2 separate regions of the Ovis aries genome follow, and region 1 is linked to region 2. A link is a contact called in public Hi-C data. All regions are on one chromosome and are shown on one strand. Each heading gives the region's core, a stretch centred on a gene start, on an enhancer-like site or on the middle of the called end of the contact. The rest is flanking DNA. Distances are from core to core; before and after follow the strand shown. Region 1 holds the start of MRM3 (mitochondrial rRNA methyltransferase 3). Region 2 holds the start of NXN (nucleoredoxin).

Region 1 (3,004 bases), core at 88-2,587, 170 kb before region 2:
CCCAAAGCAGAACTATGAAATAGGTGATATTCTTTAAATGACTGATGAATTTAGGTAATTCCCTTTGTACTCTGCAGTGTCTCTACATTAAGCCTTACTCTTGCACACTGTAAACAATGTTGCCTGCAATTCCATTTCAACAAAGATCAAACCATCAGCTAATGCAGTTGCTCACCAACAGCACACCCTGAGGGAATTCAGAATGGAAAAACAAGAAGCCATCTCTGCTTTTGGATACTGGTCCTCGACATTTAAGATGCATTTCTAAGGAAGAATTTCAAGGTACTCAGAACCCATCTCCCCACGCACAGAAAAGCACTAAAACCATTAACTTGAGCTATTTCTGTGCTTAGCAGTAATCTCTTGATGTTCCTACATGGTTTTGGGTTCTTTCCCGTCTTCAAGCAAAAACTCATATACCTTCTAGCTCCTCCCTTGCCTCTTCAGATCAGTTCCTCAGAGCTATCCAGAGGCTGTCTTCCACACTAGAGTCCTTAGGAAGGTTCCCAAATAAAAATTAACTCAAAAATCTTAGGTTGTTAATTTTTCTTTCAGTTGACATCTAAAGTCCCTGCGTAGCAGGAGCCTTCCAACAGCTTCCACCTGTGCTTGCCACCCAGGTGATCTCTGCAGAATCACAGCTGGAAAGGAGAATGGATTCTGAGTTCACACTTCAGAGACGAGCTGGAGCGTTCACCTAGACAGACTGAGTGATCCATTGAAACCAGCCCCAAGAGAAGTAGAGCTCTGTATTATGCTGGTATCTAAAACCAAAAGGCTCCAAATCAGAAGAGTCATTGTTTACTGGAAGAGTATTACGTAACCTTTTATTTACTATCTTTCCCACAGACTAGAAACTTCGCAAAGACAGGAATAACCATTCGTGAAAGAACTTAAACTGAAAGGACCTGTGTGCGCACACAGTTGGCAAATAGTGTGAGCCCCTTTCAAAGCCCATCTAACCCAAGCCGCAATTCGTGATGCTTCCTGAACCTGAAAACTACAGTTAATGGGAAGTCCTGGGGCTAAGGTCCGACACACGAGTTGGCAGTGAAATTCACATCGCACCACTTTCTCCTCCCTCGGCCAGGTGGGGTTCAATCACTCGTGCCCCCTCGCGCTCCAGCCCCTCTCCGCCCTGCCTGCACCTTCATCCCCAGGACATCGCGATAGAAACAAGCCGTCTCGAAGCGGTTTCCACTTTGAACACGAAGTGCAGAGCTCTGCGATTCGCCATGACCACCTACACTACCACCAGTCACGCGTACAGCGACGCACAAACCACAGCTGACGCCGGCGCGTTAGTGATGTCACTGGCCACCGCCGGCGCGCTTTCGTGACGCAGCCCACTGGGCGGGGAAGATGGCGGCGCTAGTGAAGCGCGTGGGATGGGCTACGCGACCGTTGCTGCGGGTGGTGCAGGCTTCGGACCTCGATGCGCGGCGCTGGGTCCGGGCATTGCGGCGGAGCCCCGTGAAAGTGCTGTTTCCATCTGATGAGGTTGTGGAACGGAAGCTTGATCCCAGGAAACAGCCTCAGAAGGCGGCGGCAGAGGCCGGTCCCCGGGAGCAGCGACAGAAGCAGCAGATTCAGGGGCCAGCATCCCAGACCCCCAGCACCTGGGAAGAGTCGGGGCTTCGCTATGATAAGGCTTTCCCTGGAGACAAAAGGCTAAGGTGATGTGTTTCCGAGGCTTGTCGAGTTTTCTCTTTCTCCTCAGTCCTCATAGCGAGAGCTTGACCTCTTTCCCTTGCGTTGGAGGACTTTCTTGCAGCACACCTCGCTGGTTTTTATTATGCACAGAGGGCAGAATAAGTGTCTTTCTAACAGTTCGTTCGTTTCTTTCACTACGAAGCTCTTCATGTCTGCTAGAACTCGATGTGTGTCGGTAATGAGGATCCTGTCTTTTTGTTTCCACCCACAGCAGTGTGATGACCATAGTTAAGTCCAGGCCATTTCGAGAAAAGCAGGGAAGATCCTGCTGGAAGGTCGTAGGCTGATTGCAGACGCTCTCAAGGCTGGTGCTGTGCCCAAAGTTTTCTTCTTTAGCCGTCTGGAATACATAAAGGAGCTGCCCATTGAAAAGCTGAAAGGTGTTAGCCTTATTAAGGTGAAATTTGAGGATATCAAGGATTGGTCCGACCTGGTAACACCACAGGGAATAATGGGTCAGTGGTTGTTCACTGTGTTTGTAGAAAGGGAGACTTGGAATTATTTGTTCATACTTGTCTCAGGGCAACAAATTTAAATGAAATTGAAAATATTACTGAGCCTAACCTTTTCTTACAACAGTGTTCAAATCTGTGAATCTTGTATTTTAAGTGGAAACTGAAGCTAGTTTTCTGTCATCATTTGTATTGTGCGTTTTATAGTCTGCAGGGAATAATCACTCCTCCTCAGACCTTATGTTTTGGGGGTCACTTCAAGCTTTAATCACTCCTCCTCAGACCTTATGTTTTGGGGGTCACTTCAACCTTTAATGTCCAGTTAAAACTTAAGAAAATATTGGGAATTCTCTGGCAGTCCAGTGGTTAGGACTTGGTGCTTTCACTGCCTGTGGGCCCAGGTTCAATCCCTGATAGGAGAACTAAGATCCTACAAGCCACTTAAGTGTGGCCAAAAAAAAAAGAAACTAGATTACAGAATAATTACATAGAGTGTGAGTGAAATCACTCAGTCATGTCCAACTTTTTTCGACCCCATGGACTGTAGCCTACCAGGCTCCTCCCTCCATGGGATTCTCCAGGCAAGAGTACTGGAGTGGGTTGCCATTTCCTTCTCCAGGGGATCTTCCCAACCCAGGGATCGAGCCTGGGTCTCCCGCATTCCAGGCAGACGCTTTAACCTCTGAGCCACCAGGGAAGCCCCACATAGAGTGTGATTTTACTATAAAAGAAAAAGCACTTACATATGGGTAGATGGACATACATGTAGGGAAGTGCATGGAAGAAGTTCTGAAAAGACACATTACACTGTTGAAAGCAGTTATGAGGGAGTTGGTGGG
Region 2 (2,700 bases), core at 191-2,690:
TTTTTCTGTTTCGATTCATGGCAAAATTTCCTGAATTCGTTTTATTAAAACAGACATCTTCATCCAACAGACACACTCAAAAATCCAAGCTAATTTCAGCAGCAAACTCGGGGGAGAGGAGGGGTTGAGAAGTTGACAGAGGAGTGTAAATTTCCCCCATTCTCATTCTTCTGGTCAGTCTGCACTTAAGGAATCGGTTCAGCGTTTAATTCGATGCCAAGACACCAGTGGCCCACCAACCAAGCCACTAATAGCCACACGGACGGGTCTGGTCCAGTGCCCGGGAGGTATCAGGAGGGATGGCTGGCTGGACAGCCAGACAATGAAAGGCTCCCTGGTGGCCTCTAGTTCAGTCCGAGGGGGGAAAAGGGGGAGCGGAGGGAGGGCAAGGGGAGACGACCAAGCTCCCTTCTCGCCCAAACCCACGGTCAGCGGCCGACACCCCCACCCCAGGGCTCCGGGGGACCCGCCCTCGGCCACAGCAGGAGGTAGCCTCAGGAAAGCAGATTTCTCTCGGAGAGAGAGGAAACTTCCTGGTTCGGGCATTATGGGTAGGGGGCCGGCGCCCTACCCCCCACCACAGGTAGCCGCGGGGAGTCGAGGGCTGAGGGAAGGAAGGGGCCCCCTCCCCGCGCCTCAGCCCGGGGCTGGGGGTCACCGAGTCCGGATCCCCGACCGCAGCCACCCGCTACGGGAGGCTTCCAACATGTGGGGACCCGGCCCTCGACTCCCCAGGACATGAGTCAGGGTCCCGGGGGCCGAGGGGTTTCAAAGTTCCCCAGCGGGCGCGGCCTGGCATCGACACCGAGTTGCCGCCGCGGGAACCCCGATCCAGCAGGGTCCCGCGACGCGGGGCGGGCAGAGGTAGGGGACGCTGAGGAGCGGCAGGGGAAGCGCGTGCACTACAGGAGGGGGCAGCGGGGGCGCCGGGGGCCGCGAGGACCAGCTCCCGGGAACGCGCGACGAGGCCGGCGCCGCTCACCTTCCTGTGCTTCTCCTTGTAGGGTAGCGCCAGCCACGGCATGTCCCGCACGAAGTCCTGCCATTGCCGCTGGTCCTGATCCGAGGACACGAAGACGATCTCCAGGCGGCGCCGCGGCTCGGGCTCCGCCGACGCCCCGGCCCCCGGCCCCGGCCCCGGCCCCGCCGCCGCGTCCCCCCGCAGGCGGCCGTAGAAGGCGGCCAGACTGGCGCTGAGCTGCGCGCAGGGGGCGCTCAGGCTGCAGCCGAAGTAGAGCCCGAGCAGCGAGATGCCGCGGGCGGCCAGCGAGTGCACGTCCACCTCCTCGCCGCCACCAGTCACTAGCTTCTCGCCCAGCAGCTCCTCCAGGAAGCCCGACATCCTGGCCCACCGCAGCCCGGGCTCGCAGGCACCCGGGCGGGCAGGCGGCGGCAACACCGCTCCCTCGGTCCGCGCGGCGGGCGGAGGCGGCAGCTGCTGCGGCGTCGGCGGGCACAGGCGGGAGGGGAGCCACGCCCACGCCACGCCCACGCCACGCCCCCTCACCACGCCACGCCCCCTTTGTAGCAGAGCTTGCCTCCCGAGCACTGGCTGCGGCCGGCGGCGCGGGCTCCCGCCGCGTAGCCGAAGTGCTCCCGAGATAGCCCCGGCGAGAAGGCTGACCCGAGACTCTCCGGTCTGTCGGAAATGCCTGGGACCTAAGTGAAGAAAGCAGAAGGGGCCGCTGAGCCAGGCTTTCCGAAGCTGCAGTCCGCGCAGGCCGGGCTTGGCCTCTCCCTTCCCTCCCATTTCCTCTTCGCTCCCGAATTCCAAATTCTCTCCGGAATTCTCCAAAGATTCCCACCCGAGTTCTCTTATCCCTCCTTGTTCTTCTTCCCTGCACTCTCCCTACCCACAGCCTATCCCGTTGGCCGTTTGTACCCCCACTGATCTCATAATACTTGTAGGACTTAACCGTCTTCACACAATGTTAACTTGGTCCGGCTAGGTCTTGCTGATCTCTCTGTGTACGTTTTGTGTTCTCTACCACAAGAGGCCGGAAGCACGCCACCTCTTGTTTCTTGCGTAGCTTCTGATCCAGTGATGGGCACATGGGAGGGAATCCATAAGTACTTGTGGGTTGATCGCAGGTCGCAGTGTGGATTTCAGTCCCCAGGTCGCCGCGGTCATTCCTCACCAGCGAGTGGCTTTCTTCCATCTCCACAAATATAGGCAACAGATGCCGCGGCATCTCTAAATCGATGCTGGCTGCTCTCCTGAAACGGTTCCATAGCTTCTACCCAAGTCTGTTGATAGTTGAGAGAAATTCTATGGATTTTTTTTTTTTTTTTTTTTTGGCCAGCTGGCGAGATGCTACCCTATGCTTAAACTGAACCTGGATTAAACAGGTGGTCTGTGGCAAGTCTTCCGGCCTCCCCCCAACACATACACGAAAAAAGAAAAATTATACCATGCCCACTAGCAACAGAGGAACAAGAACGTGCCAGCTCAGCTACCAACAACCCAGTGAAAGAAAAGAACACCCCTCTCACCGCCCTCCCCCGGCCCTTTGCAAGTTATTTCTTGGGCATCCACCGCCATCTAGTGGAAAGAGCAAGAAAAGACAGGGATACCAGCAACCAGGCAGAATATTTGTATTTTATAGCTGCTTTCCACACACACAAACACACACACACACACACAAATCATAACCCGCTTTACAAGAGTTCATTTAAACCTCATAACATAACCACAAGCTT

Evidence for each region. Hi-C and Micro-C count contacts between places; a contact is called where the count stands out from the background.
Region 1: a contact with region 2 is called in a Hi-C map of hypothalamus, with 6 times the contacts expected there. The contact joins the promoter of MRM3 here to the promoter of NXN in region 2. A contact is called at or near these places in 16 of 16 Hi-C or Micro-C datasets (blood, hypothalamus, liver and 7 more).

The regions. Positions count from the first base shown.
Region 1 is chr11:21,982,517-21,985,520 of ARS-UI_Ramb_v3.0, reverse strand. MRM3 (mitochondrial rRNA methyltransferase 3) reads left to right here and starts at 1,337. Exons shown (of 6, transcript XM_004013238.6): 1 at 1,337-1,676; 2 at 1,925-1,965; 3 at 1,968-2,168. The coding sequence starts at 1,363. GLOD4 (glyoxalase domain containing 4) reads right to left here and starts at 1,285. Exons shown (of 11, transcript XM_060395310.1): 1 at 1,204-1,285; 2 at 1,149-1,201. The coding sequence starts at 1,237.
Region 2 is chr11:21,810,863-21,813,562 of ARS-UI_Ramb_v3.0, reverse strand. It overlaps NXN (nucleoredoxin), which reads right to left and starts at 1,440. Exons shown (of 9, transcript XM_027975166.3): 1 at 983-1,440. The coding sequence starts at 1,342.